Regions from separate parts of the Mus musculus genome. Here regions 1, 2, 3, 4, 6 and 7 are each linked to region 5. Evidence: chromatin contacts called from public promoter capture Hi-C data. All regions are on one chromosome and are shown on one strand. Each heading gives the region's core, a stretch centred on a gene start, on an enhancer-like site or on the middle of the called end of the contact. The rest is flanking DNA. Distances are from core to core; before and after follow the strand shown.

What was found. Promoter capture Hi-C pulls out the DNA fragments that hold promoters and counts their contacts.
Region 1: a contact with region 5 is called in a promoter capture Hi-C map of hippocampal neurons, with 4 times the contacts expected there. The contact joins the promoter of Tmc2 here to the promoter of Zc3h6 in region 5. A contact is called at or near these places in 3 of 39 promoter capture datasets (cranial neural crest, embryonic stem cells and hippocampal neurons).
Region 2: a contact with region 5 is called in a promoter capture Hi-C map of liver, with 3 times the contacts expected there. The contact joins the promoter of Mrps26 here to the promoter of Zc3h6 in region 5. A contact is called at or near these places in 3 of 39 promoter capture datasets (the 3T3-L1 cell line and liver) and 1 of 9 other capture datasets (adipose tissue).
Region 3: a promoter capture Hi-C map of pre-B cells shows a contact between it and region 5, with 2.4 times the contacts expected there. The contact joins the promoter of Fahd2a here to the promoter of Zc3h6 in region 5. A contact is called at or near these places in 2 of 39 promoter capture datasets (the C10 cell line and pre-B cells).
Region 4: a promoter capture Hi-C map of pre-B cells shows a contact between it and region 5, with 5 times the contacts expected there. The contact joins the promoter of Nop56 here to the promoter of Zc3h6 in region 5. A contact is called at or near these places in 11 of 39 promoter capture datasets (the 3T3-L1 cell line, the C10 cell line, the HPC-7 cell line and 7 more), 1 of 115 datasets of contacts at active chromatin or transcription factors (astrocytes) and 2 of 9 other capture datasets (adipose tissue and liver).
Region 6: a contact with region 5 is called in a promoter capture Hi-C map of pre-B cells, with 3 times the contacts expected there. The contact joins the promoter of Zfp661 here to the promoter of Zc3h6 in region 5. A contact is called at or near these places in 2 of 39 promoter capture datasets (hippocampal neurons and pre-B cells) and 1 of 115 datasets of contacts at active chromatin or transcription factors (differentiating embryonic stem cells).
Region 7: a promoter capture Hi-C map of liver shows a contact between it and region 5, with 2.6 times the contacts expected there. The contact joins the promoter of Ebf4 here to the promoter of Zc3h6 in region 5. A contact is called at or near these places in 6 of 39 promoter capture datasets (the C10 cell line, the HPC-7 cell line, cranial neural crest and 2 more), 1 of 115 datasets of contacts at active chromatin or transcription factors (astrocytes) and 2 of 9 other capture datasets (adipose tissue and liver).

The regions. Positions count from the first base shown.
Region 1 is chr2:130,193,337-130,197,142 of GRCm38.p6, forward strand. It overlaps Tmc2 (transmembrane channel-like gene family 2), which reads left to right and starts at 1,858. Exons shown (of 20, transcript NM_138655.1): 1 at 1,858-2,058; 2 at 3,087-3,240. The coding sequence starts at 3,207.
Region 2 is chr2:130,561,467-130,565,786 of GRCm38.p6, forward strand. It overlaps Mrps26 (mitochondrial ribosomal protein S26), which reads left to right and starts at 2,291. Exons shown (of 4, transcript NM_207207.1): 1 at 2,291-2,524; 2 at 2,615-2,761; 3 at 2,842-2,965; 4 at 3,472-3,928. The coding sequence starts at 2,313. The coding sequence ends at 3,591. 4930473A02Rik (RIKEN cDNA 4930473A02 gene) reads right to left here and starts at 2,283. Exons shown (of 9, transcript NR_040348.1): 1 at 2,188-2,283.
Region 3 is chr2:127,442,695-127,446,629 of GRCm38.p6, forward strand. It overlaps Fahd2a (fumarylacetoacetate hydrolase domain containing 2A), which reads right to left and starts at 1,871. Exons shown (of 8, transcript NM_029629.2): 1 at 1,723-1,871.
Region 4 is chr2:130,272,112-130,276,501 of GRCm38.p6, forward strand. It overlaps Nop56 (NOP56 ribonucleoprotein), which reads left to right and starts at 2,301. Exons shown (of 12, transcript NM_024193.2): 1 at 2,301-2,365; 2 at 2,523-2,612; 3 at 2,921-3,035; 4 at 3,552-3,713; 5 at 3,865-4,063; 6 at 4,325-4,390. The coding sequence starts at 2,363. Snord110 (small nucleolar RNA, C/D box 110) reads left to right here and starts at 3,404; the gene lies at 3,404-3,462. It overlaps LOC115489609 (a small nucleolar RNA gene), which reads left to right and starts at 4,126; the gene lies at 4,126-4,258.
Region 5 is chr2:128,964,570-128,968,868 of GRCm38.p6, forward strand. It overlaps Zc3h6 (zinc finger CCCH type containing 6), which reads left to right and starts at 2,833. Exons shown (of 12, transcript NM_178404.3): 1 at 2,833-3,267. The coding sequence starts at 3,236.
Region 6 is chr2:127,582,255-127,586,620 of GRCm38.p6, forward strand. Zfp661 (zinc finger protein 661) reads right to left here and starts at 2,423. Exons shown (of 5, transcript NM_001111029.1): 1 at 2,376-2,423.
Region 7 is chr2:130,293,873-130,297,926 of GRCm38.p6, forward strand. Ebf4 (early B cell factor 4) reads left to right here and starts at 2,067. Exons shown (of 17, transcript NM_001110513.1): 1 at 2,067-2,277. The coding sequence starts at 2,141.

The sequences.
Region 1 (3,806 bases), core at 608-3,107, 1.2 Mb after region 5:
CCTCCAGGAAGGGGATAAGGGGGGGGGGAGGGGGGAGGGGGGAGGGGGAAAGGAAAAAGATGTGTGAATCAATTGTTTGGTTTGGGAGATAGGGTCTGTTTGTGTTTCCTCGGGATCATCGAGATCATCGACAACCGCTGTGGGTCCCAGAACAGCTGACCAGAGCGATTCAAAACAAGCAGAGCTATGAGGATGTGGATGTTCCTGTGGCTGGGAATCCTCCCGCTAGTGAGAACTGAAGAGCTCTGTGTTCCCGAAACCATGCCATTGACGCATTCAAGTGTTTCTTCAATTCTTTACATCTAATGCTTCGCTACAATTGCCTTTTTTCTATGCTGCTTCAGCTAAAGGGATTGTTGTGTTTTCAGATGATTCAAAATATTTCACAGATGAGTGATTGTGTTCAGCTGTATCTACTAAAGCTAATGCTACCTGGATTCGAGGGGTGTGGCCTGCCAGTATATCCAAGGGCAATGGCACTATACCCTCCCAACTTAGATGGGCCTCCCCCCTTCCTTTTTGTAGGAGTGTTCCTGATTCCCTTCCACCTTGGGCAGTGCCCCCTTATATGTATGGTTGTTATGTGGGGTGAATGGTAGTTGCACTGATCCCTTGCCTCAGGACTGATGGGAGCCCTGGGATGTATGCTTGTAATAGTGTGTGTGTTGTGTGTTTGGTGTATGTGTCGGGTGCAGCGTGTGCAGGCCCGCACTTCTGCCATGGTGGCGCAGGCCTTTGCCGCAGTGGAGGCGGGACAATATCCTCAGATTTGGCTTGCCGCTCTAAAGAAATAATGCTGCATTATGCCGTGGGTTGCAAGGCTAAGCACTGCACAGAGGATAGCTAGCTGTTGGCATCCTGTGGAAGGCACGTCTGATTGCATGAAGATTCAGTGTCCTAGTTCCCTTTCCCCAGGAAAAACAACACGGAGCTGGCCAAGACCTCTCTGGGTGATGAGCCCAAGGGATGGTTTTGTGTAGGGCCCCTATGCTTGCACACTGGGGATCAGATCTCTACCTTCACCCAAGAGGCTTGCTTGCAGCAATCAAAATCAGGCCATAGATTAATCAGCGTCCTGGCCTTCTGGTGCACCTGCCGCATGCAGACAGGACAATGTCCTCAAGTGTGGCTGGCTTGGCATGCTAGAGAAGTAGTCAATGACGGATAAGACTCCCTGGGCGTGTCGCCAACCTAAGACAGGGATCAAACCAATGCTGTTTGTCTCCCAAGGACGGGTAAGGGGCATTGCTGCAGGGGGCAATCTAAGACAGACATTCTCTCTGCCAAAAAAGAAAAAAAGGGAGAGATGTGAGGAGCAGGTGTGGCAGCAGTCCCAAGATGGCGCCAGGGACTGCAGCTAAGTCTTATGATTTGCACCTGACTTCCTCATACACCTGAAAATAAGCCATGACCATCGTGAGAGCTGCGCAGGTGCACCATGATGCTGGCGGTAAAAACAAGTCCATATTTGGTAGAGACATGCCCCTACCGCCCTGATTGGCTGAAGCTGCGTGCCTGGTGAGGTGACGTGGCTTGCTGTGAGTGGTTGGGGGCTGAGAGTATATAAGAGTGAGAGATCCGGTGATCGAGGGAGAAAAAGATGAAGCGAGAGAGATGAAGATTGAAGCTTGCTGACTAAACTGCTGTTAGAACTGGTGGTCGTGTCGTTCTTGCTGGTTGAGAGCAGACACGACAGTTGCCTACGAGAATGCGATAGTAAGACTGCATTGCTGAAGACAGCACACATCTTGGTCACAGAATATAAAGAAATAAAACTGAAACTGGCCTGGGAGCGTCCTCCCCATTAGCTAGCCATCATGACGCATCAATACAACTGACTACTCAGGCATAATATAGTGCAAGAGTGGCCAAGTTTGCCGGGCGTGGTGGCACACGCCTTTAATCCGAGCACTCGGGAGGCAGAGGAAGGCGAATTTCTGAGTTCAAGGCCAGCCTGGTCTACAAAGTGAGTTCCAGGACAGCCAGGGCTACACAGAGAAACCCTGTCTCCAAAAACCAAAAAAAAAAAAAAAAATAGTGGCCAAGTTTGTTCCAGAGGTAAGCAACCACTTTCTGATTGGATTTGAAGCCAATCCTATGAAGGGATTCCTCTCTGATACTGTAAATCTGGTCAAATCCCATGGTTGGAAAGGCTATAGGCCCTAGTTGGGAAGCTACGCTGTTCTTTTGGTAAATAGACATCATGTACCCATCAAATTGAAATTAATTAAGTGGGGCTTTTATAGGCCTATGTCTCTCCTTGCTGCTGGATTAATGCTCCTAAGATAACAGGGGGGAAAAAAACTCTCTGCAGGATTGTTGAACTTCGGAACCTCCCTGTCCCAGACAGATTCCTCCTTGGAAGTGGATCTTTTGCTGCAACTCTGTGTCTGATCGATTCCCTTTTAAGGGATAAAAGGACTTGGAATCCCTCTAGGGGGAATGCTCTGAACTGCAGTATCAACTGATAACAACAAGAACCTTGGTACCATTCTGGTCCTGCAGCCTTGCTTTTACATGATAACAGTGGTTCTCAAAGCATCCAAACAAACCTCCCACAAAGGCAAGCAGCATTAGAGAAAGCTACTGAATGAAGAAGCAGGTGACTTCAGTAGGGACAGTCATCCTTGTTGACTCAGGTCCAAAGTGTAGATTCCAAGACCCAGGAGCGCTTGCCTAGCAAGCATAAGGCCATTGGTGTGACGCTGCATGATGGAGAGAGAGGGAGAGGGAAAAAAAGAAGATTCCATTGCCTGTCTTTAAAAATCTTCATTTTAAACCAAAGCCCAGATAACTTATACCTTTGAGTCCAATCAGGGACTCAAGACACTGGGAAAGAGCCCTGCGACATAGCTCACACCTTCCCTGGCTGGCATGCCTGTGGTATCATTATCAGGAGATGAGTCCACAGTTCCTACCCCTCTAGGGCCCTCATGTATAAGTGATGTCTGAAATGTGAGGCCACACTGTCCTTGGCAGGGAAACCCGAGCGGAGGAGTGTCTGGATAGATTGACGTGCTGCAAACTCATTGCTTTCTCCCCATCTCTCTCCCCAACAAAACCTACCTCTACCTTCAACCTCAGAGGCCCCTAGTTGCCGTCAGGTTCCAGGAAGAGGCCAGTGACCATGACAGCAGGAAGTCACCCCAGGCTGGGCAGTATATGAAGACGTGAGCCAGTGTGAGGGCCTTGAAACTCTGGTAACCATGAGCCCCCAGTTAAAGAGCTTGGACGAGGAAGGTGAGTCTTCATCTTCATCCTCATGGGTGCTACTCAACAGGCCTCTGGGCACAGTGGGTATCGGAGAGGCAGTCTCAAGAGGCATGGGAAGGCCCTGCATTTGAGTTCAGATCCTGCAACTTGAGCAGGGTAGCTAGCCTCTTCCGACCCGACCCACCGATGGGATGAGGGTGGTTGTCACCTCTTTGCAGGGCTCCTAGAGGAACTGAAAATCACCTGTGCAGAGAGCCATGCATTAGTGAACTTGCTAGAGTTGGCCACCTATCTGCATGATACTGAAAGCCACTGTTGGCAGCTGTCTCTCCTTAACAATTCTCACCTACTGTGGCTGTCTTTCTGTTGCAGGGTGGGGGTGGGGGTGGGGGTGGGGGTGAGGGTGGGGAGATGGGAGAGTTCTGAACTTATGACTTTTCCAAGGGATCAGGGAAATGTTGGACTGACAGCGTCTTGAGTAAAGTAACTGGCACCAAGTTCCCATCTGCAGGCTACCATAGTGAGATGGGGCTGCTGCCAGGAGACTTTCAGAGGGCAATTTGCTTTCTTTCTGTCCTTGGTTGCATGGTAGA
Region 2 (4,320 bases), core at 1,041-3,540, 1.6 Mb after region 5:
CTGGTTTTAAAAGTTTTTTGTTTTTTTTTTACTTATGTGCCGTATGTACACATGCATGTGAGTGTCCCCAGAAGCCAGAAGAGAGCGTTAGACCCCTAGGAATTGAAGTTGCAGGCCATTCTGAGCTACCTGATGTGGATGCTGGAAACCAAATCCAGGATTTCACTGCTGAGCCATCTCTCCAGCCCCATTCTGCTTTGTGTTTCAACCTCCGATTCCTAGGAAGATCTAAGATGGGGGAGCATTTGTCCAGTGACCTTAAAAGCCAACAGCAACTTCATATTTGTTCATAGAACATTGTGGGAAGGGGTTTGAGTAGCAACTTGTACCTCCCTGTTTCAAGATATCACTGTACCTTGGTATGGTGGCACACACTATCTTAGCACCCTGGAGGTAGATGCAGGGGTATTGCTACAAGTTCAAGGCCAGCCTTGGCTTTGTTAGAAATATAAGGCCAGCAAATAAGAAAGACCCTGTTTGAGGGTTTTTGTTTTAAAGATATCACTGGATTTGACACCAGAGGAAATAGAATGGCCTGATCGTTAAATCCAGGAACCATCTGAATAGGGTCCTACAGTCACCTGGAATCACCTCATTCATAGTTTACCCCTTGGTAAATGAGGAGGCTTCCGTCCCTCCAGCTCTGTGCCTCTACCCATGAAGTGCCCAGAAAAGCCTCCTTTCCTGGCTTCTGCCCTCAACAATTCTATCTTGCCACTTTAGCAGGGAGGGTCAGTGAATGGAAACAGTTACTTTCATCACCACTGCATACCAGTCCACATCCCCATCAGGCCAAAGAAAGAGGGCAGAAAACCTGCCTTCTAGTTCTGTAGCATTATCTACTCAGAGTGACTCCACACTTTCATCTACCTTAGATCTAAATCTCTTACATTTATGAAACCTTCTAAAAGGATGGGTGCACCTGACTAGCGAGAGGACTTCAGAGCCAGCAAGGTTAGGGAGCCTCTAGGGAAATGGCCCATACCCTAGAATATTCTCTTGGCCTAGACACTTAAGTTATCTGAGATGAGTTGCCGGTTGTCTAGGGTGACCCTGAAGAAGAAAGGGTTAGGACAGGTATGGTGGCATATGCCTTTAATGCCAGAATTTAGGAGGCAGTGGCAGGTGGATCTCTGTGAGCCTGATCTACACTGTAAGTTCCAGGCTAGACAGAGCTATCTAGTGAGACCCTGCCAAAAAACAAAACAAAAACAAAAACAGGGTGGGAGTGTCAGGTTCCCTGACATTCGGAGCAACCCTGTGGTACTCCAGGGTAGGGCAGCAGTAATGCCCTGGTTTCCACAGACCATCCATCCTGGATCCTCCAGGGCCCAGCAATGGTCTTATGGCCGGAACCCTGGAGGAAAACCTGTCACCAGCTTGCCCCCAGGACTCCAGAGTACACTCTGGCATCTCATCTCCAAAGCCTGACTGAGAGAAAGAAAGTGCAGACTGGGCCTCCACCAAGCCTGGAAGTTGAGAGCAGGGTTTAAGCAGCCTCTGTTCTCTTCTGAGAAAATGTCTGTTATTGCACCCAGTCCTGGCTCCTCAGACACTCCCAAGTGTCCTGGAAGTGCAGGACCATGGCCTGGTGTTCTCTGCAGAATCTGGTCTAGACAATACTAATGAGTGGGGTGAAAGTTCAGTTCCCCAGTACTCGGGTCAGCTTCTGATTTCCAACAACTCTCCTTGCTGGAGAGGCAGAGGGGAACGAGCTACTTCTGAGACAGATGCTCTCTGCCCTGCTGCACTGCTGTTTCTCTTCAGTTGGAGAGGAAATTGTACTTCATAAATAAGAGTAGTCTCGAGGTGGGAAGACCCCGGGTCAGGTGGAAGAGGACAAGGGTCACCTCACAGGTCGCCCAGTTGAGAACAAGTTGTCACTGATACTGAGAACTCTGGCAACTGCAGAGCTCCCCCAAGACCACAGCAGGGCAGTGCAGTGCAAGGAAATGGTTTGCAAATCTAAAGTTTAAAGTAGCCAGGAACTCCAAATTTCTTGCATCAGGTCTGGGAGGGTAGACAGGCCATCGGCGGGCCAGAGAGCCCCAGAGCCACACACTTGGGACGGTGTCCAAACTTGTGAACAAGTGGGCAGAGCGTCCTGCGGTGTAGCTGTCTTTAGCGGGCGACGCAGCCCAGCAAGCTGTGGGTCTCCAAGGTGCCCCTCGACCCCTCCCACTCTACCCGAGAGTCCGGACGTGCATTGGACCAGACAGCAAGAGCTCCGCCCAACAGGGACGAGGACAGGAGGCTCCCGTGGTGCTCCGCGGCCACTTCCGGGCCGGGCGCAGGCGCAGGCGCTGGCTGTCATGTTGCGCGCTCTGAACCGCCTGGCGGCGCGGCCGGAGACTCGGCCCCCGACCCCGCTGCTCCTGCCCGTGCGCGGCCGCAAGACCCGCCATGACCCGCCTGCCAAATCCAAGGTCGGACGGGTGCAGACGCCTCCCGCCGTGGACCCTGCGGAATTCTTCGTGTTGACCGAGCGCTACCGACAGTACCGGGAGACCGTGCGCGCTCTCAGGTGCGTGTGCTTGTGCGTGTGGAGGGCAGACGCCCTTCGGGAAGGGCCGGGGCCGAGGGTGGGTGCTGACTCGAAGCCCGTCCTCCCCAGGCTAGAGTTCACGTTGGAGGTGCGAAGGAAATTGCACGAGGCCCGAGCCGGGGTTCTGGCCGAGCGCAAGGCGCAGCAGGCCATCACGGAGCACCGGGAGCTGATGGCCTGGAACCGGGACGAGAACCGGCGAATGCAGGAGCTACGGTGCGAGAGGCCCGGGACTGGGTGGGCTGGGCTAGGCTCATCTGTGGCCCCGCTCACCCTCGGCGTCTTGCCCCTCGCAGGATAGCGAGGTTGCAGCTGGAAGCACAGGCCCAGGAGGTGCAGAAGGCTGAGGCCCAGGCCCAGAGGGCTCAGGAGGAGCAGGCTTGGGTGCAACTGAAAGAGCAAGAAGTGCTCAAGCTGCAGGTGGGCATGCAGGAGGTCATGGGGAATGTGGACATTGGAGACCCCAGCAAGGGAGGCTGGGGGGGGGGGGGGGGGATGACAGCACTGGGCGTCAAGTGACCAGAGTCTTCAGGAGGCTTCTCCATCAGCGCAGAGGGTATGCCTCGCAGGCAATGGTCAGTAAAAGGTTACAGGCTAGTATTGCCTTGTGAAACTTGAAGTCAGGGAAACCGTAAGTGAGAATGGAGCGCTTTTTAACACGTAAGAGGGATTCATGCACTTGAGAGAGTCCACCCACCTCTAATCAGGTTGTCACGATTTGTTCTTGGGTTGTGGCCGAGAGATCTGATGGGTGATTGTCCAAGGAAGAGCAATATGATGGTCGAGGTCACCTAGTACAGTTGTGCTGGACGATTGGTGGGACACTCAAAGAGACCCTGGGTTCTTTTGACACCCGTGGACTAGAGACAGTGCAGGCAGCCAGCTCTGGGAGAGATCCCACAAAGCCAACCTTTCTCTTCCTGTAGGAGGAGGCAAAAAACTTCATCACTCGGGAGAACCTGGAGGCACGGATAGAAGAAGCGTTGGACTCTCCGAAGAGTTACAACTGGGCCGTCACCAAAGAAGGGCAGGTGGTCAGGAACTGAGCACAGAGACTTCTGGGGGCCCAAATAAGCACAGTGCTTGCCTAGGGTCTGTGTACTGGGATAGGAATTGGTACATCCCAGGAGGATGGCTCAGCCGTTTCCAGAGCAACCTCAGTCACTCCAGGCTCGGCACTCACCACCTGACTGGGAACTCCCAGATGTCCCTGTTCTGGCACCACAGACAAACTCAGGGCAGCATTAAACTCTGGGAAGTTCCTATCGCACAGAGGATCGGACTGGACTGTGTCCCCTCTAGAAGCCAAGCTTGTCTTGTAAGTCTCTTGGAGTCGTGTGAGCCAAATGTTTCCTGCTTTTATAAATAAAGTATTGGAGCCCAGTCTTGCCCATTTACTGGCTATAGTTACAGTGCTAATGAAAGAGGAAAGTAGTTACACCAGATGCTAACTTGCTTGTAAAATCAAAGGCGTTTGTCCCTAATTATTTGAGTCTTTAGGTTTCTAGCCAGAAGCAAGTTTCACCTAACTGAGCTATGAGTTAGGTACCTGCTTTGCTCAATCCTGGGATTTTCTGGCTAGGGTCTGGTGTGTCCAAGATCCAGGAAGCAAAAAGGGTGCCCTGTTTCTCCTGATGGCTCTCCAGCAGTGACTTCTGTAACCAGGCCCTGTCCTGATCTATCATATTTTGAACTACTCAGCAGGTGGTAGACTCCCAAGCTAAACCTGCTTCTTCCAGTCAGTTGCTGCCCTTCTGTGTGTGTAAGTGGTAGCC
Region 3 (3,935 bases), core at 621-3,120, 1.5 Mb before region 5:
TGCCTTTTGAGTTAAACACTTTCTTCTGCTCACATGCTCAAGCTAGAACCCCAGCCAGCTTGGCTTAGGAGCTACCCTCCATCACCTCTAGTAGGTACCAGTTTCTGCTGCTGGTGAACAGGGAGACTCAGGGCACCAAGAGCCCAGATACTTGGCTTCACACATTGCTTAGCTATCTCCCTGGGTTCAGTAGCAATGTCTGTCTCTTTAACTACTGAGCCTACACTGTTGCTGCTGTGTATGGAACACAGGCTTGCACTGCCTCTGTCCACTGAACAGATGGAAGGTGCAAGGGACTTGACTTTTCACTTCTTGGAAAAGCCTAGTGATGATCAACTTTGGGACGTGGCCCATGTCTTCCTTCTTCAGATCCAGACCTCTTGGATACCATTGAAAAGGTTCAGGGCCTGCTATGAGTTCCAGGCTCCACCCAAAGTTAAGCTTCATTATCGTGCTGCCTTTGTTTTTAATGGTACAGGTGCCGGCCTGGAAGGCACATGCTAGCTTGAGCTATTCCCCAGATAATCTGCACTCTATATCCTCACTCATTCCCTTTCTTTGTCTTAATCTAGGTCTGGTCTTCATTCCCTGTCAGAGTCCTCTCCCTTCTGGATAGCTTTCTTTTAAAACCAGTGTGGGGCTAGGAAGACAGCATGGCTGGTAAAATGTTTCCACTGAAAGCCTGAAGATCAGTTAAATCCCCAGAACCCACATAAAAAAGTTTGTACACAGTGGTCTATGCTTGTAATCCCAGTGCCGGATAGGTGGAGACAGGTAGATTCCTGGGGCTTGCTAGCCAGCCAGTCTAGCCTAATTGTTGAGTTTCAGGCCAATGAAAAACTCTGTCTCAAAGACTAAAGTACGCGTACGCGCACACGCACACGCACACACACACACACACACACACACACACGTCTTTATACTAAAAATGAGAGAGACTGCTAGACGTAGCTCCGTCAGTTCAGGGCTCTTGGTCCTCACCTGGTTGAGCCAACCTACCCTGTTCAGGATCACCAGAGTGCCAGCTTGCAAGTCTGGCCAGAAAACCAAAGGCTTTCCATCTCCTGCTCTGTCGTTTTACACAAGTACCGCCATGCCACAGTCCAAAGGCTGGTCCAGCATATGTGACCAGTCACACCATACACTAAAACAGTACTGTCCCAGGGAAAGCCAAGTGTCTCACTTGTGAGGTCTACTATAATTCTCTTGACGGTGGCTTGGCAGGTGCTGCTGGTCCAGTTTTACAGATGAACAAGCCAAGGCTTGGATAGGGTAAGAGGGGTTTGGTTTGCCTAAGGTTCAAGGGTCTTACAGCTAAAAGAAAATTGGCATTTGAATCCATGTCTAGATGACATTGAAGTTCTTAATTCAAAAGCAAGATACTTCTCAAGCAAGATAATCTAGTTTCAATCCTGCCTACTCCTCTCAGGTCCTAACTGCTACCAGCCCATGGTCATGGCCGTGGAGGTAAGGCAGAACACCTGCTCTCTGATAACTCTAAGCCCCGCTGATGATGAATCTGTGACGGGCGCTCACAGGTTATTTCATTCTCTCGAATCACTATGACTCGCAGCACAAAGGTCCCTTAGCAAACAGCACAGCAATGGGCAGCTTGAGGCGCTGCGCCGTGCGTGTGACCCTGCTGATCTGGGAACCGAGGTCAGCCACTCGGCTCCCAACGTCCGGTTCAACTCCCTCTGAGTTGGCCTAGCCTCAGTTTACCTGGTCGTTGCAGCCGGACTTGTCCGGCTTCCTGCGCTGTCAGCGGACGCCTGCGGAGCCGCAGGACAAGAGGGGAGGGCGGAGAAGCCACAGCCAGTACCGCTGCAAGCACTTAACTCTTCTCCAAGGAATATAGGGACCGCCCCTTCGCAGTCGCGATATGGTGACGTCACGAAGCTGTCGCCACCAGGAGGACACCTGCTTCCTCCCGGAAGTCCGCCCTCCTGCTGTTAGGTACTTCTTTTAGCCACAGAACTTCCAGCAGGTGCCTAGTGTGTGCATTTGGGGAGACCGTGGCTGGCTCCAGGGTGACCCTGGGATACCCAGGCTCGGAGAGAGCGCATCCGACCTTTGAGCTTCTAATTCTGGCCAGGCGCTGCTTCTGGGCCAGGCACCTACTCATAGTTGTCCAGGAAGCACTCTGGTAGACAGTAACAAGTAGTTTTGTGCTCTAATGTTGACCCACCAAGGACAGGGATGTCTATATGTGTTGTATTCGTGGAGAAAACATAAAGGCTAGGAGTGATTTTGCCCATGATGGCTCCTGAGCCAGTAAGGGCTCGTCCAACCACTTATTTAGTTGTCTTGGCAGGTATGAAGCGATTCTGAAGGCAAAAGACACTTGTGTCCTTCCTTCAGCTACTGGGCTTTCCCCCATGAATCTTGTGTGCTGGGGGAAAGAAAAGACTGAAGCTTGTGTGTGCCAGCTAGAGGAGGAGTTTTGTCACCCAGTAAGCTATATCACAGATTTGGCAACTGGTCAGACTATCTTGTGGGATAGACTGGAACTGAGATAATGGTGGATCAATAACCGGCAAGACCACACCTTGACCAAGACTGCTTAGTTATGTACACCACTTGCTTTCTATTTGAGAATCTGAACCTCATGTCGGGACTCCAAAGATGGACTTTGGGGAGTCACTGAACCTTTTCCCCTTTCCTTTCTTGTCTTTTCTCTTTTCTTTCCAGTGTGACCACATTGGCAAAGTCGTAGCCAGCTTTTCACCATTTTTTCTTTAATGCACACAGTGAAGACAGATGGTGGCCTGTCTACTTTTTAGGCTTGTCAGGGCTCACCAACTTCACCTACTTGTAGCAGCACCCTGTTCTTCACGAACCTTATTTTAGGGGGAAAAGGGTGTGTGTGGGGTGATGGGCAAGTCCAGGCAGCAGGCATTCGGGTGGAAACATCCTCTACAACCACACCCCGAGTCCTCTGGCCTATGAAAATGTAAAGGGGACTCTGAGAAGGAGCCTCCTAAGTGAATCAAGGTCCAGACAGAGCATCCGAGGCTTCCATTGCCCCAGGAAGAAGCACAGGCTTTTATTAGATTCCTCTTATTTTTTCCCAGTGAGGCTTTTTTTTTTTTTTTTTTTTTTTTTTTTTTTTTTTTGGTTTTGGTTTTTTGAGACAGGGTTTCTCTGTGTAGCCCTGGCTGTCCTGGAACTCACTCTGTAGACCAGGCTGGCCTCGAACTCAGAAATCCGCCTGCCTCTGCCTCCTGAGTGCTGGGATTAAAGGCATGCACCACCACACCTGACTTCTTTTTTCTTTTAACACCAATGTTTTCAATCCTAGAAAAAGACCAGGGCTTTCCTTCCTGTGTGATTTTGTTTTTCTTCTTCATAGTTCATGATGTCAGCTGAGGTTGACAGCACAATGAAACCAAACCGATGTGACAGGAGCAGGCGATTTTGCTATGCTCTAGGTCTTGGAGCTGCACATCAAACCTGGGACTCATCACTCCATGGTTGCTTAGCCTGCTTGTGGGGTTGACAACATTCTTCCTAGCTCTGATATCAACGATTACAAATTCTCAGGTAAAATCAGGCTTCATCCTCACAGTTAGAAACTGGACAATAACTTCAGAGCATGCCAATAAGGGACTGACATCTGCTTCTTTCTTCAGTGTTGTTGATTGTCTTGAGAGTTCAGCCAGGACATTCATGTGTACTGTTGATGGTGGCATGGACGGCTGGCAGAAAGAGAGGAGGTGGGCTGGAGAGATGGCTCAGTGGTTGAGAGCACCTGCTGCTCTTTCAGAAGACCTGGTTTGAGTTTCAGGACCTACATGGTGCCTCACAACGAGCTGTAACTCTAGTTCTGAGATATCTGACACCCTCTCTGGCCCATATAGGTACTGAGCATGCATGTAGTAAACAGACATGCATGCAGACAAAACACTCATACACATAAAAATTATAAAAACTTG
Region 4 (4,390 bases), core at 1,051-3,550, 1.3 Mb after region 5:
GACTCTTTAATCTTTAATCTGAAGAAATAGAGTCTCAGGTCAAGTGATTAATTTCTGGTCACACTGTAAGGCAGAGCTTGGGCTCCTACACAGGTTGCTTACTTTGATTCATATTTATTATAGATTAATAAGTCACCCATAAATTTAATGGCTTTAAGGCCACAATATTTTTCACAATTCTGTGAATAGACAGAGTACACACAGGGCTCTTCTTGTCATGACTACGGTTTCATGCAGCTGCAATCAGAGACAGTGGCAAGAGGTAGAACACATGTCTACTCTCTGTTGGAATAGTTGGAATAAGGGATAGTTGGAAGGCTTGACCTCTAACTGTCCCCATGTAGTCTCCATGGGACTCATCAGGCTTCACTTCTTATGAGGCAACTCAAAGTCAACAAGCATGCACAAGGTTCAGAAATGGCAGACTCAATCTACCCGTGTCCGTTGGGCCATAGGCCTGGTTGTCAGGAGGCATGGATCATTATTGGCCTTTCTGGAGAACAACTACCACAGGTGATTGATTATAGGATACCAACACCTTTAATTTTCTTATTACTTTGTTCACAATGAGCAACCATAAACAAAACATGAATTTCTGCTTTAGAAATATTCAGGAAGCAGGGCGAAGGATAACTTGGAGACAAAACTCAACAATTTTACAAAAGTCTACTTTGGTAGGAAAGGTCTGTCTGAACGTAGGCAAGAGCAATTAATTTATCAAAGAAGCCTAGGGAAGGGAAGAAATGGTGTCTGATATCACAATCTACAGATCCCACTAGGTTCAGAACTATAAATATTGGAGGACTTTCTTTTTTTTTTTGAAACAGGGTCTTACCATGTAACCTTGATTAGCCTGGAGCTATCGATATATACCAAACTAGCCTTGAATTCACAGATGTCTGCCTCCAAAGTGCTGTGATTAAAGGTGCGTGTCACCATTCAACTCCTGGGGTGACATTTTAATGAAGTGGTGGAGGTGAGGAAGCCAAAGGAACATCTTGTTTTGCTTGTTTGTTTGTGCTGTGTCGCCTCATCTAATCACAAGCATTTATAGCTTACTTTTCTTGAAACAGAGTTTCACTGGGTAACCTTATCTGCCTTGGAATTTGCTATGTAGCCAGGCCTGTCTCTGCCTCCCAAATACCAGAATTAAAGGTGCGTTCCACCATGTCCTGCCAAGCGCTTGTAGCTTCCTAGTTGCAATACATACACATTTCTTTACTATCCAAGTCCACTTTATTATCCAAGCCAGCTCCATTACAGGCAATGTACAGCCAACTTACTCCATTATAGAGAAAGTACAGCCGACTTACTCCATGATAGACAATGTACAGCCGACTTACTCCATGATTCTTTTTTCTCGCATAAGGCATAGACTATTTAAGAGAGACTATTCAAGTTTGGGATTTATTTTCTCTCTCTATTAGATATTTTCTGAATTTACATTTCAAATGCTATCCCCAAAGCCCCCAATACCCTCCCTCCGCCCTGCTCCCCAACCCAATCACTCCCGCTTCCTGGCCCTGGCATTCCCCTGTACTGGGGCATATGATCTTAGCAATACCAAGGGCCTCTCCTCCCATTGATGGCCGACTAGGCCATCAAGTTTGGGATTTATAATCCTAACACTAAAGTAAAGTGTCTTTTTATTTTCTTTTTTAAAGCAAAGGTGATTTTAAATTATCCACCTTGGTGTGCCTAAAACTGGCACTGAAAAAAACAGGAACGCAGCTCCTTGGAAGAATTCTGGGCCTACGCGGCCATGAGCAACCACGTGGTGCCGAGCAGCGCTGGGTTCTATGAATCAGGGAAAGGAACAGAACTAGGAAGAGGTAAACCGCTCTTGTCTATGCCTCAGCCCGCACCAACAATTTTGTTAACAACAAAATGTAAAAGGAAGAGGCAGGCAGCAAGAAGACGCCATTTCTGCAGGGTCTGAGGCCGGGTCCCACGAGGACCCGGAATATCTGGGCAGCGGGAAACCTGCGAGGCTTATCAGGAAGCCTCATGTCCCCTCACCGAGTTCTGCCGCCCGGCACACGGGTGACAAAAGCACGAGGAACGAAGAAGGGTGGTCTCCAGGCCACTCTGCGGCCTGCCGGCAGGAGCGACACCATTCACTACAGACGCAGTACCGGCTCGCGCAGCCGCAGAGGCTGGGCTTGGCAGGCCCGCTCGCGCCCGTGGTAGTCCAACCCGCCCGACGGACGATACCACACCCGCGAACCCCCTCCGAAGACCTGACAATGGTTTCGTCCGCAGCCTCTGATTGGTCAAACCGGAGAAGGTGTGGTCTCCGCAGTCTGGTTCCGCGCGCCAGAGCGCGCTAGCCGCATTGCGAGCTGGGCACGGAGCAGGCGCCATGGTGAGGAGTGGTGGTGGGGTATTTGCGTAGTGAAGGCCTTAGCGTGCGTCTGGGTTTGCATTCGGGGTCGTGCTCCGGGTCTGAGCCAGGGCCTGCTCTAGCAGCGGCCCCGCGGACTGGGAAGTTTGACTGATGGCCGCGCGCCGGTTCTTTTCAGGTTCTGCTGCACGTGCTGTTCGAGCATGCGGTCGGCTACGCGCTGTTGGCGCTGAAGGAAGTGGAGGAGATCAGCCTGCTGCTGCCGCAGGTGGGTGAGCTCGGTGGGCTCGCGGAGCTGCAATGCAGCCCCTAAGGCCGCCAAACCCCAGCATGCACCGCGTGTTCCCACGTGGCCGACCGCACCGGGCCCGGCGGGGGGGGGGGGAGCTCTAGAATGAGGGGACTCTTTAACGCGAATCTATATAATTGGAAGCGGTCGGAGATAAACATCTCATTTCCATTTCTTGAGAATTAAGATTCGGGGCCCAGGCACCAATTGCTACAACAGCTGGTGCTTCTGCCTTACTGCGCTGTAGAAGCCAAATTCAAAGAAAGCCCATTCATCCTTCTCTCCAGGTGGAGGAATGTGTGCTTAACCTTGGCAAATTCCACAATGTCGTTCGTCTGGTGGCCTTCTGTCCCTTCTCTTCATCCCAGGTGGCCTTGGAAAATGCCAATGCTGTGTCTGAAGGTGAGTCGGTCCCTCCGGAACATGGGATTCTGGGTGGTTGATGTTCTTAGATGATTTTCTTCTAAGCTTGATACAGTCTAGGGATTATTTGAGACCTACAGGATGGCATTTTAAAACATTAATATGCAGGGGCTGAAGAGATGGCTCAGCGGTTAAGAGCGCGACTGCTCTTACAGAGGTCCTGAGTTCAAATCCCAGCAACCACATGGTGGCTCACAACCATCCCTAATGAGATCTGATGCCTTCTTCTGGGGTGTCTGAAGATAGCTACAGTGTACATATAATAAATAAATCTTGTAATTTAAAAAGCACTTAAATGCTTTACAATTGTGCTCCTGGACCTGTGGTAGAGCCAGGCTTTGCAATGATGACTTATATATCTGTCAATCCCCTGAGAGATCACTGACGACTCCATGTGTCTGAGCAATGCCTGCGGGGATGGGTGTTAACTAATCCGATTGGAGACAGTCTCCAATCTGCAATGTGTGGTTTAGAGCTGTTTTCTTTGTCCCAAAGGTGTTGTTCACGAGGACCTCCGCCTGCTCCTGGAGACATACCTGCCATCTAAAAAGAAGAAAGTACTTCTGGGGGTTGGAGACCCCAAGATTGGTGCTGCAATACAGGAAGAGTTGGGGTACAACTGCCAGACTGGTGGTGTGATAGCTGAGATCCTTCGAGGTAAGAGTCCTATTTCATTTATTCTGTCCACCACGTGGATGCAGTGCCCACAGAAGCCAGCAGGGGGCCTACGGGCCTGGTGATGTGATCTGCTGTGAGTGGTTACTTGGGTCCTGGAGGATCTATTCTTAAAGTCCCATCTTCTTTTTAGGAGTTCGTCTGCATTTCCATAATCTGGTGAAGGGTCTGACAGATCTTTCTGCTTGTAAGGCCCAGCTAGGGCTGGGACACAGCTACTCTCGTGCCAAAGTTAAATTTAATGTGAACCGAGTGGACAACATGATTATTCAGTCCATAAGCCTCCTGGACCAACTGGATAAAGATATCAATACCTTCTCGATGCGCGTCAGGTAAGGTATAGAAGTCGAGCATGGCCGATGATTCATGTGGGTAAAATCATGGACCAAAGCAAGGCCTCCTTGTGCTTACCACAGGCTGTGTTCCTACACTGACTGTATAGAAAGAGGAGGCAGAATAAACCTACCCCATGTACACCTCAGCCTAGGCCACTGTGCCTGGTCTGTATTGTGAATGGGGAGACACGGGCCTGAGAGAGCTTGGGACCTGAGTTGAGGTTTGATAGCTGGATCAGAGAATGACTTCCTCTACAGGGAGTGGTATGGGTACCACTTTCCAGAGCTGGTGAAGATCGTCAATGACAACGCCACATACTGTCG
Region 5 (4,299 bases), core at 1,583-4,082:
GACTATTAACCTCATCTAATTCCAGCTTTTTGGGCAGATAACAGGTTATGCACCCTTCCCTTTTAAGGGACAACCCTGTGTGTTTAACATTCCTGCTTTCCCTAGTGCTTATCTGAGAGCTCAAAGACCTCTGTGGTTCCCACACACTAGTACTGGAAATCTCAGTGAGTGTAGAATGAGAACCTAGAATCCAAGGATTAGACTGGGAAAACAAACAAACACCCCAAACCCTTGTGTTGGGAGTTTAGCTCTTGTTAGAGCATGGGTTGAATATGTGTAGGATTCTGGAAATGTTTCCTATTCCAAACTATAAGTTAAAACAGTGTATTATTATAGCTTGTTACACAGCAATGAAAGCAGAAGTATCCGATTGTGAGGAGTCTATCAAAGGTGTAAGGTATCTATAGGGAAAGTCATAAAGTTCTATTACGATATCAGTTCCGGGGCTGCTGAGAACCCGAGTGCTGCCTGCCACCAAGCTCTGAATGTCTTGAGGTCAATCACCCAGAAGGGTGGCTGCCTCTGCCTGGGTGAGAAAATGGCGGGAGGAGAGAATGGCCTCCTGCAAGCTGTCCTTGTACTTCCACACAGCTGCCCCAACATACACAGAACGAGTGGCTATTATATACTCAGAATATTAAATATAAAAGAGTGCAACTCTCAGTTTTAAGTACAGGGATGGCTTTAAAAAATATCAATGAGCTCTGGTCACAGAATTTAGTAATCTCAGAGGTGAATTAAATTCTAAAGTCTACAAGCGATTTCTTTTAAAGAGGAAAGGGCTGAGCAGATTCCAGGTTATCTTCTATTTTGAGGTCAACAGAGGGTAACAAATGGCGAGGAAATACTCTTTGCGGATGATGGAAATGTTGTAGGTCTGAAAGGAAAGGTATCCTCGCAGTTGGGAGGCACAAAGTCACACAGTACAACAAACCTCACACAAGGGATTTATTGGGAGAGAAAACCGCAGGACTGCTGCCTCTGCTCAGGTGAGAAAACAGCCCCTGACTGAGCTGAAGGCAGGCCTTCCATAGGATTTCTTAGGGGGCGGAGCTGTCCAGTTTTCCAGGCTGAGGACTGTTGGGATTTCAAGTCCAGAGTTTGGTATTTTCAGGGATTGGTGAATTTTTCTGCTCAGGGATTTGTTGGTTTTCATGCTCAGGAACTGGTTTCTGTGACAAGCCAGGGACTAATGAGACTTCCTTTTCAGGGGGTGGCGGGATTTTTTTTTTTTTTCTTGTAGGGCACTTTCTTGGCCACTTTCATAGCTCAGGTTGCGAATGAATGACTGCAGTAGCCCTTAGAAGATGACCTTTAGGGCTGTTAGGGAAGTCTGGGTGCGGGGCCTGACTGCTTTGTGTTCAGCCAGCTGAGAGCTGTGGCTTTCCTGCCTTGAGGGTTTATAAAGTATATAAAGTTTACAAATAGAGTACACCACAGGGAATCCTTTCCTTGTGGCTTGAGTTGGCCTAGATAGCCAACAATTGGACCTTCCAAGTGTGTCAGTATGTTAATTTTGTCTGGAGGCAACATTTCAAAAGTTGTTTTTCTGAGTAAGCTAATGCCCAGAATTTATTTTGGTGTGCGTTTAAACTTCCAAACGAATTTGAAAACAGCAATACTCAAATGTGTACCAGTTCAAAGATTTTCTTTTTATTAAAAAAAAAAATCAAATTCAAATCCTAAATCATTATTTTAATGTCTAAGCAGAAAATGCAGTTGTGAAGAGCAGCTGTTACACCTCAAAAGCCTTTCACTGTTCCTAGTAAAACGATTAAATGAAGAGGCTTTACATTTTAGTTCCAAAAACTAATAATATTGCTTCTCTAGTTAAAACAGATGTGCCTTTTGAAAGTTTCCTATAATGGGCCGTGAAGATCTGTCAGGGTTCAAGTCTTGTCAATAGCTGCATTCAACTAAATAACTTTTTTTCTCTTTTCACATTTATCTAATCGCAATTGCTCTTTGAATGCACGTTATTTACACATCAAAGACAAAAGACGTCGTGTATTTAGAAATATTGGACATTTAAGCTTATCATTTTAATAAAAAAAATTAACTTTCCTTCAGAACTAAGTATACATTACTCATCATTTCAAGACTATTTCTGAAGGATATGGAAATACGTCTGAAGGCCATGGACATACGAAGAAATGAAGTCTTGTTCTTATGAAATACTCGAATGAATTCCACATCTAAACCGCTAACAGACACAAGATCATGTTTTAATTACCTCAATAGCTATTTTTAATCGTCAAGTAAGGACTGGGTGAATTTAGTATCAGAAAAAGTTGCATGGCAGGCAGTCTTCCTTACACTACGGAGACATAACAGCTACAAGTTTAAGGGCTTAAGGATGATTCCGAGTTCTTTCGGCAACAAAGAAAGCTTTTCTTTCTTTCTTTCTTTTTAACAAAGAAAACCGCCAGTCCTGGGTTCCTTTCTTTGTCGCGCAGTTAACGGTGGCGGGGTGGAGGGGGACAGTGTGATGAGTCCGGAACTCCAAAGCCTTAGACGACGAGTCTCGCAGGAACATCGAGAAATGGGCACAGAGGACCTGGTGGACACAGCAGGCCTGGCGGGGTGACCTGCCCCGCCCGATATAACTCCACGCGCCACCGAACCGCATCCCTGGCCTCACACCCATCAGATTGCTGCCTCCGCTGCCGCAGCGAGCGTATTAAAGGCCCGCCCCTGGAAGTGATTGACGGGCAGTTTCCTCCAATGGCTAGTGCGCTCGGCACCGGCGGGCTGGGAGAGGGCCGCGGCTCGCGGAGGAATTCCACTTGCCCTTTAGTCCCGGGCAAGGTGTTGCGGCCGGCGCCATTTTCTGAGCCGCCTGTTTCGGGTGCCGCCATGTTGGTGAGGAGAAATCACCGTTACGGCCACTGTCCAAATCCCCGCGTCGCTGCACGCCGCCCGCCGGCTCCCACGCCTCAGCCTCCGGCGGCGAATACAGACTAGAGCGGCAGCGCCGGCAGCGCGGGGCCGTTGCCCAGTCTTTGCAGTTAGAGCCCCATCTCTCTGGCGTTGGTTGTTAATAGACTGGAAAGTCTGTGTCTGTGTCGCTCACTAGTAACCGTGAGTTTTTACCACTTCGTCACCTGTCGGCGGCGGCCGGGGACAGGGTTGCCCGCAGGCGGCGCAGGGGTCCTCCCCGCGCCCCGCTGCCGCCGCCACCGCCGCCGCCGGCCTCCAGACCTGCCCTCCAGCCCCGCCCCGTTCTTGACCAAACATGACAGACTCTGAACATGCAGGGCACGACAGGTCGGGAACCCTTCTTGTCTGTCTTTCTGTCGGATGAGAGGAGGGGTCGGGGCGGCGGGAGCGGGCCGGGGCCGGGCGCCTCCTGCATGACTTAGACGTCTCTGTGTGGCTCCATCGGTTCCGTGACGCGCACCTTCGTCCACCGCCGCTGCCTGCCGGCCGCCGCGGGGGAGGCCGAAGCGGCCGCGCCCGCCTCCCGGAGCCGGGGTCGCCGTCGCTCTCGCCGCCCCGCCCCCGCCGGGCACGTGCGAGCCCCCCGCCCCTGGCCCGGCTCAGTCGTCGGCGCCACGCGGGCGGCGGCGCGGCTGCGGCCGCTGCCCGCCAGGCCAGTGACCGGCGTTGGCAGCCCCGTTGGAACCGGCCCCAAAAGCTCAGTAGTAGGCCTAGTGGATGTTTGCCTCCGACCCGAGTCTACCTCTGAAAATAAACATGTTTAGTTTTTTTTTTTTTTTTTTTTTTTTTTTTTTTGGAGGGGGTTGGGGAGTCTCTTTCCCTCCCATCCCCCACTCCCAGGCCATGTGTCTGCCGCAGTCCTATAACCTCCAGGAAAGTGAAATGGCAGTTTTTCATATTAAATACGTTAACACAAGTAGACTGCAGAGTTTTAGCTTTACCTGATTTCCTAGGTGCTAAATAAATATTTGACTATTTAGCTGAGATTCTCATTTTCCAGTTTTAGTTTTGTTGTGCTCTGAGAGGCACATTCTTAGCACCATTCAAAGGTTTGGTGGCATTTACAGAATATACTCTTGACATTGATAAACAAATTTTTAAAGGTGTCAGAGGAGGACTTTTATTAAAACTCCTGGTGCCAAATCTCATTCAGCTGATTCCTACTTAGAATATTGACTTGAAAGTGGACATCCTCACATTGCTTTGTGAATAGTCTCAGATACATTGTGTTCTAGTGTGGCCCATAAGACTTAAGAATTCCTGATAAATATCATATGCTTTTGATAAAGCATTACACTCACCTTCCTTCCCTAAATACAAAGGAAGCAAAACAAAACAACAACAACAAAAACCAACAAA
Region 6 (4,366 bases), core at 1,173-3,672, 1.4 Mb before region 5:
CGGGGTGACACTATCCGCAGTGGGCTAGGTCTTCCTATATCGACTGGCAATTCAGAAGATGTCCCACACAAATATGCTAACAGGCCGACGGAGGCAACTCAGTGGAGATTCTCTCTTCCCAAGTGTGCCTAAGTTTGTATTTAGTCAACAAAAACTACGACAGATATGATCTGGTATGAAAAGATGACATCCTTCTTTGTGAACATGAATTTTAAAACGTTGGGACAATATGCAGGAGATGAGTCAAAAAGCTAGGAGAAGGTTCTGTGTAGTCACAGGGCCCAGAGGAGCAGAGTCCTGGAAGACAGAACCAATGGATGTGGTGGCGGCTCCATTAGTGCTGAAGTGCTGGAGCTCACCGGTGCTTCCCGAGGAGAGAAGTGAGCTCCGGTTGCAGCTTTACTTATTCTTGGATTTCCAGAAGACTCTTACCCTCTTCAACCTCCCTTTGCTTAAGTTAGCTAACTGGATCTCACTCTCTCACAATGAAGAGTCTAACTAAAGACTGATGGGGTGTGGCGGTGTGTGCTTGCAATCTCAGCACTGCCTTAGCCCAGGCCGGAAGAGGTCAAGGGAGAAATGCAGCAGCTTTCTCTGCACATCTGGGACCTACAGTTTTGATGTGTGTGTGTGTGTGTGTGTGTGTGTGTGTGTGTGTGCTCGAAACTTCACAGGCTGGGAGGACCTGGAGTCTTGAATAGATAGAGGCAGATCGTTATCACATCAAGAACTACTACTGAAATTAGATAGGAGAAAGTCACTTGTGAGCAACACCGTAGAGAACATGAAACCGGAGAAACCAGCAGAGGTCAGAGTACATCAAAAGGTGCTTTGGGCAAGGGGTGATTTCAGCATAGCTGTGTCCTCATTAGTTAAGTTCTTTAGGAAGATCACTGGGACAAGTAGCAAGAGCCTTCAAACACAGACATTCTTAGGTTGGCCAATTCTCTTCGAGAATTTATTTAAGAAGTATAAGAGAATAGTTACAACGGCTTTAATTAACCATCACTAACACGTTATCTTTATTGAAAGTTATCTGCCAGCCAGCTTCCTAAGCACATTACACATATCCTATTTAATCTTTAGGTAATGCAACCAAAATCTGGACTCTCCTAAGCATCTATGACAGACAACTTGATTAAATAATCTATTGTCCAGCGGCTAGACACACTTGGAGCACTACGGAACTCCACCATAACTAGCGTTGAGTGCTTGCTCTCATGAGGCACTATGCTGAGTGCTTTCTATAAAGATAATTTAGTTCCATCGTCATACATCAATAAGAGAGGCACTATTTCACAGCAATTAAGAGAGTCAGGCTTTGTAAAAGGCTGAGGTGGAACTGGGAAAAGTCTGCCTGGAAGCTTTTAATTCTGTTATAATTTACTTTCATTGAAAGATAGCCATAAAGTTAAGCAGATCTTTACCTGCAACACATCCCAGCATCCCGGGAAGCTTGATTCGCGTGACTGAAATTTCACGGAAAACAGAACTATGGTGATATACACCCGTAATGCTAGCACTTGGAAGGCTAAGGCTTAACACAACGCCAGGTTAAGCTACAAAATAAGATCGTATCTCAAATGTAAAAAGAACACTAGGGAAAAGATCACTAGTAAATTGCCAACAACTTCAATGGAGTAACAGACAACTGGCCATCCCACGGACTTCTAGACATCTGACACTTACTGGTGGTTGGAACGAAGTTGTGCTAGTTCGATTTAACGGTGGTCAGAATGTCAACCTCTAGAATTGTTTCTCAAAATTTTGTTTATGTTGACCTCATTTGAGACGCACAAAATATCGTGCTTGGTGGGTCTTACTCTGATACTGTGGGTCTTGTCTGGCCGCAGTATAGTCCCTTCACCCTTATTTCCCACTATTCCTTAACAGTGCACTCCAGTCAATATCATCTTAAAATTGCCTAAAGCCATTTGCGATTTCCTTTGGGGTTTTCTTCACCTCAAATCCGGTATCGTCCAGGAACACCCTATGCTCACACCAGGACATTCCGGTGCAGGCTCAGGGCGAGAAGCTGAAGCAAAGGGAGACGTTTTCTAGGGGACTTGGGAGAGAATGGAGTGGATGCTCCCAGATTTAGCGTCGGTACCATCCACATCCACGTAGCACCCATCATGGAAAGAAGGAACGAAAGGAAGACCGGGATCTCCAACTTGAAAGTACAGGATTCTGACACACAGTGGACATACCCTACGAGGACACTGTCCCCACGGAACCGACACACACCAGAAGGGAAGACTCTCTGTCCACACAGGCCACGCCCACTAACCCTCCCCCAAGTGCCCAGTGTCCCCGTGTCTCCTCCGCCACCGCGTCCACTCGGCTTCTTGAACACCTAGACCCGCAACCCTCACCTTTGGCAAGAGTACTGGGAACCTGCGAACACTCACCGCCTCGTGTCGGGAAGGCAGTGCGCCTGCGCGAAGATCTTCGGCCTCTGAGCTCCAATCATAGTGTTGCCTTTGCATGAACTACACTTCCCAGAAGCATCAATAGCCGGCGCGCCGTGAGATGACGGGTAAAATCCTGCACAAGGTTGCACTCCAGGTCTGTGGTGCTGAAACGGATAGGACCAGGCTCTGACCCTAAACAGCACAAGTTCGATTTCTAGTTCGTTTCCGGTTTGCCAGTGTACCTATTTTTTCTGAAAGCCAGGGTTCCCGTTCTTTCAGTAGACTATCCCAGATGCATGAGCCCAGAAACATACCTGTCGCAGTCTTCCATCAAGAATTCGTGGTGTAGGTTTAATCCCAGATTTGGTAGCATGTCGGAGAATTTACACCCAACTCTGTAGCTGTAATCCTGAATGAGGGTGACCTTCTACCTACTGCTTCAGAGGATACCAGCCAAACAACAGACTTTAAACGTTGTAGCTCAGTCCATTCCCCACCCCACCCCCCTCTCTCTGTGTCCTGAACTCACTATGTAAACCAGGATGGCTTCAAACTTGGAGATCCACCTGTCTCTGCCTCCAAAGACCTGGGCTTTAAGGTGTGCATCACCCCACCTGGCCTCTTTGTATCTCAAAAGCTCAAAAAGGCTACAAAACTTCAAAAAGGAAGCAAAACTTCTAGGGAAAATTCTCAATTTGTGAGGCAAAAAAAAAAAAAAAAAAAAAAAAAAAAAAGGCAACCTTCATTTGGTACTATGAGATCTGGATTTGCCCCCTCTCTGAACCAAAAGACAGGTTTTGGCTTTTCTGGAATTAACTGGATACTGCAGAATATGAATTACAATATTTAAAGAAATAGCCAGGCCAGTCATGAGAAATTAAATGAGGGTCCCAAGCCCATACCATTTGTAATTGAGGGATTAAGGAACACTCTTTTGATAGGCTTAAGAAAGCTCCAGCACTGGGACTTCCAAAGGGATGGGCTGTTTCAACTATACATTACCAAAAAGCAGGGCTGATACCCATTCTCATCTGGCCATTGGGTGGTCACAAATGGTCATACCATACCTGTCTGAACAACTGGATCCTGAAACCCAAGATGACCCCAGTATCTCCAGGGACTGACAATGACTCTTTGATCTCCCATTACTATCTGTACACCCTTCCTAAAACCTTGATCTCTTTGGCTATCAATTAAACCTCTCCAATATCAGTTTTTCTTAAATAGAACCTAGAATTGGTAAAGAAGTAAATTTTTCTACTGAGTAAATACCTACCTTCTGGATGTTACATGTTCATGCTGCTTTCTGGAAGGAAAGTGATTTGCTGAACTCCAAGAGCAGTCCCATCAAATATTGACCACAGGTTTTGTCTCTCGTGCATGGCATCCAGAAACTCTCCAGTGTTGCTATGTCGGCTACAGGGGGCACTAAATGGGTGGCTTGTCAGTAGAGGGAATAAATCATATCACTAGGCTGCCAAGGTCTCAGCACTGCTGTCTAATTTTTGTTGATCCCTTTCGCCTCTGTCAGTCTCATGGATCTCTTGTAAGCCTCGGTCTGCCCCTAAGGCAGTGAAAAGGGCAGCTGTGAAAGGGTTCTTCTGCAATTCTGAAGGATGGCTGCATACAGAAATCCTCAACTATGTTCCCAGAGAGCTTGTAAAAGAGCCCTGTGATACTTTGGTTGGACAAGGTCAGGAGAAACATACAATCACCTCTTCTCAGGAAAATGATTCTTCCAGTCTGCTCCTGAGTTTCTTGGGGGCTGCATGGTATGTGCTCAGACATGGTCACGAACCTGTGACAGATTTGGAGGACATAGTTTACCAAGTCTTGCCACGTCTTCAGCTGCCTATAGGTCTTCATGGATATCCTTACTGAATGAACTAAAGCCTCCCCAGCCTGTGCTGCAAAGACTTACAAAGTAGCCAAGGCACTCTCACAAGCAATTC
Region 7 (4,054 bases), core at 817-3,316, 1.3 Mb after region 5:
GGAAGTCTTAGCCAGACGTAGTAGCTGGCATGCGTGATCCCAGCACTCCGGCTCTCTGATGCTGGCTCTGACGTGACAGGTCTGGGAGGGTCTTCGATTCCGAATTTGTCACAAGCTACCAATGTCAATGCTGCTGATCCAGGAGCCATACTATGAGGGGCAAGGTTTAGAGTCATCTAAAGGGATGTAGAGGCCAGTTGGAAAAGAATTCCTTTTGAGAAACCTGCTTTTGATTATTCTGTGAGTAAAGGCCAAGACCGTGAGAAGTCTGCGTGAGACTGGCAGTGCCCCTTCTTCCTCCTTCACAGGTGACAGGTGTTGAAAAACTGGGCAAAAAAGAGGGAGAGTAGAGACCCAGGAGGTCAGGAGAAGAGGCAGAGGAACTCTAGTGTCACTGGGGTCCTTTCTGTGGATCAGTGCTAGGCAGGATATTAAGGGCTGACGTGGAGCATCCCCCATCTCACCCCCAGGAAGGTGAAGATCTCAGAGTGCAAAGAGCAGCATGAACAAGGCCACCCAACCTTTTGCTGTTCTGCAGGAAACTGCTGGACTCAAACCAAGGTTTGCTGATAGCCCCAAGGTCGAAGGCCAGATGATTTCTGTGCAGATATAAAAGATGAACGGACTCAGAAAGAAGGCTGGAGAAAAGGAGGTGAGCTGGACTTAGGTTTAAGAGCCCAGCTCACCTGAGCCTTTCAGAAACGTCTACTTGCTTTCAGAAGCAAGAGATTTCTCAAAAACTCAGGTGGGAATGTAAACTTAAGTTTAGGTAATCCAGGGACAGGAACAAGAATGGGAGGTGCAGGACTCGGGTAGCTCAGCTTGCCTGGGGCCGCATCTTCACCACAAGGTGAGAGACCCTTAAGCGCTAAGGCGCGGAGGTTAAGCCGAGGTCAAGTGGCACCAAGGGTGCAGCGACTCCTAGAATCAAGCGTTGGCTGAGGAGAGGGCGGCGCATACTTAGGAGAAGAAGATGGGACCACAAAGATGCTGGAGCTTCGTCTGGTGGCGACGGGGAGGCCGTGGTGATTCCCCAGCGTGGTGTGGACGAGCTGCCCTGCTTAGGCCGGGCTTCCTCGCCGCGCAGCCCCCAGCCCATCCTTTCCCCATCTTCCCTGGCCTGGGCCAGCTTCCCGGCGCCCCTCCACCGAGGCCGTGGCCCCCAGCCCGGCTACGGACTCGTCAGGGTCCGCCCCGCCGCCGCGGCCCCAGCCCGGCCGCTCCTCCCCCGATGATGTCACGTCCCTGGCCGCCCCTCGGCCGGCCTCGCGCCCCGCCCCCGCCTCCCCTGGCCCCGAGTCCCCTGGGCCCACCCGCTTGCGACAGCCCTCCTCTTGCCCGTGCTCCCTCCCTACGGCTCCCGCTCCCCAGGGAGCGGCGGCGGCGGCGGGATGGCCAGGGCCCGCGGCCAGGCCCCGGGGAGCGGCGGGCGGCGGCGGCCGCGGCGGGGAGGCGCGGGGACCGGGCCCCGGGGGGACTCGGCCGGTCTGCTGCTGCTCCTGCTGCAGGTGCTGCCGCCCGGGGCAGCGGCAGGCCCGGGGCGCCGGGGCACTCGGGGGCCTGGCGGCGGCTGCGTCTGCTGGCCCGGCGCCGGCCCTGCTTTTCCACGGGACGCGCGTCTGCTGCTGTTGCTGCCGCCCCGGCCACCACCGTCGCCGCCGCCGACCTCCACGGCCGCAGCCTCCCCCTCTCGGATGGTAATCAGCGCCCCGCGCGGGCGCCGCGGGCGGGCGGGGGAGAGACCCGGGTGGGGGGAGGGCGGGCACCTCGCGGGGCGCTCGCCCCCCCCTCCGACGACCGCCGCGCTGGGCAGCCGCCAGAGCGCGCCTCTGGGGCGCCTCCGTGCGGAGCCGGTGCGGGCTCCGCTCTCAGTCTGTTCACTGGCTCTCAGGCCGCGGGGGAATCCCTCCATCTCCCCGCCCCGCGCCCCGGGAGGGGAGGGGACAGCGCCGGCGCCCGGGGACCCGTTTTCTCTGAGAAAGCACCCGCGAGGCGAGCGGCACTGAGGCGCCGGGACTCCGTGCAGCGCTGCGCTCCTGGAGGCTCCTGGTGCCGTCGGGTCGGGCTGAGCTGAGACGCCCACAGCCTCGGCGGGACGGGATCCCTGGCAGTTGGGGGCGCCCACGAACTGCGGGTCCTTATGTTCCCCGCACAGGACGCTCTGCCCCGCGGTGGGCTCCATCTGAAAGAGGAGCCGCTGCTGCCCTCCAGCCTGGGCTCGGTGCGCTCCTGGATGCAGAGCGCGGGCATCCTGGACTCCAACACCGCGGCGCAGAGGTAAGCGCTCCACCCGAACTAGCACGCTGGTTGGACCGCTTAGTGTCGCCTTCGTCCTGCACGCCTAGCTACTGGAGCGAGGGGTGGAGGGAGTCCTAACTCTTGACTGTCCCGACGAAGTCTCCTGTTCACCCTGTGTGAGTTTGACTTCTTCCTGAGGATATGGGGCGGGTTGCTCACTAGGGTCCAGGGTTCTGGAGGTGGTGTCGCCTCCTCCCGCACACCTGGAGCCATGGCCCACAGTTACTAGTCATCTAGAGATGTACAGCCCCTTCTTCCTGTGCAGTCTCTACCGTTCCACTTGTCCAGTTCCGTGGCTACCCAACAAGAAAGGCAAGAAACTCTGTGGTGTACAGAACCAGAGATGTGGGTGGGGCTGAAGAGAGGCTTAGCCAGTGGGCAGTTAGCCTTGCTGAACTGATTGGGGCTGAGAATGAGGCTGGACTCCTCCGTCTGAGTGGTTTTGGTTAGAACCTGAAGGAGACTGGAAGCTCTTGGGAATTAGCAGAATCGGCTCTGGTTACTTTTCAGGGGGAGGCATAGGGGACTAGACAGGAGACTTCTGTAAGGAATGGACACCAGAATTTGGATGGGGACTTTGAAAGCTTGTTAACTCAGTCACGGCAGCAGCTGGAACCTGGTCTCTGTAACACTCCCTCTCATTATACAACATGGACTGGAGGTTATACGTCTGATCAGATGCTCACGGTGCCTCACGCTAAGTAGGTGTCCCTGCGGACATCCAGGACAGGGTAGGCACTGGCTCTTCAAGTTTTAAATAGCTTCTGTCCAGTATCTGAAGGGTGTCGAAGCAGACCAGGGCTGGCACATCACTCCCATCCACACACCCAGACTTGATCAGGTATCACTTGTGGTGCTTCCCAGCCTCACCCAGTACTAGACAGAGAGTGTTTTCTGGACGAAGGGGTGCAGTATTTTTGCACATCTGTCTTCAAAGAGAGAGTGCTGAGCTTTCTGTTGAATGATCTCTCCTGGACAGGAAAGGGTATTCCAGATGAGCCGATTCCAGTAAGTTAGAGTCTCTAGTTAGAACGGTCTAGCTAGAGACTATAGAAACACAATAACAGATGTTTTAACACTACTGTTCTCCATGTGTTGGTATATTTCCTTGCTCTCCGTGTGTTGGTGTATTTCCTTGCTCTCCGTGTGTTGGTATATTTATTTCCTTCCCATGCCCTTCCCCCACCCCCTTAAGGTTTGTCTTGTGCTAGCCTTAAAACTGTGTGTGCCTCCTTTTCTGTTGGTTATGGCTTTCCCGCTGAGGCGGTCGTGTGACGTTATAGCTGAGTGTATTAGACTGGAAGTTGCTGTTTCTTTCAGACTTTTCTCTCTACCTGCCCAGGGCTGCCAGATTAGATGAGGGGGAAGCAGGGGTGCCAGAGATGATATCCTGACAGTGGGTGAAGGGGCAAGAAATCTGGGCATGAGACTTTCAGCCTCAGCAATCCTAGTCACCGACAGTGTCTCTACACAGAGAAAGGTTCTCGAGTGGGGTCTATTCCGAGTCCCCAAGACCACATAACTGAACCCCAACGCCTTCTGAGGTTTGAACAGAACATTTTCCAGGCCTGAGCTTGCTTGTCCCCGAGTCTGGAAACTGTCATTCTAGGACACAGATTGAGAGTTTTCAAACCCGTGGGTGATTCTCTTCCCACTTCCAGAGGGGAGGCTACTCCTTGTTTTTGTCTCTTTCCACGTTGCTCGTCCTTTCTCCTGTGTGTATCTCCCCCCTCAGTCCTCTGCTCAGGTCTTCCCA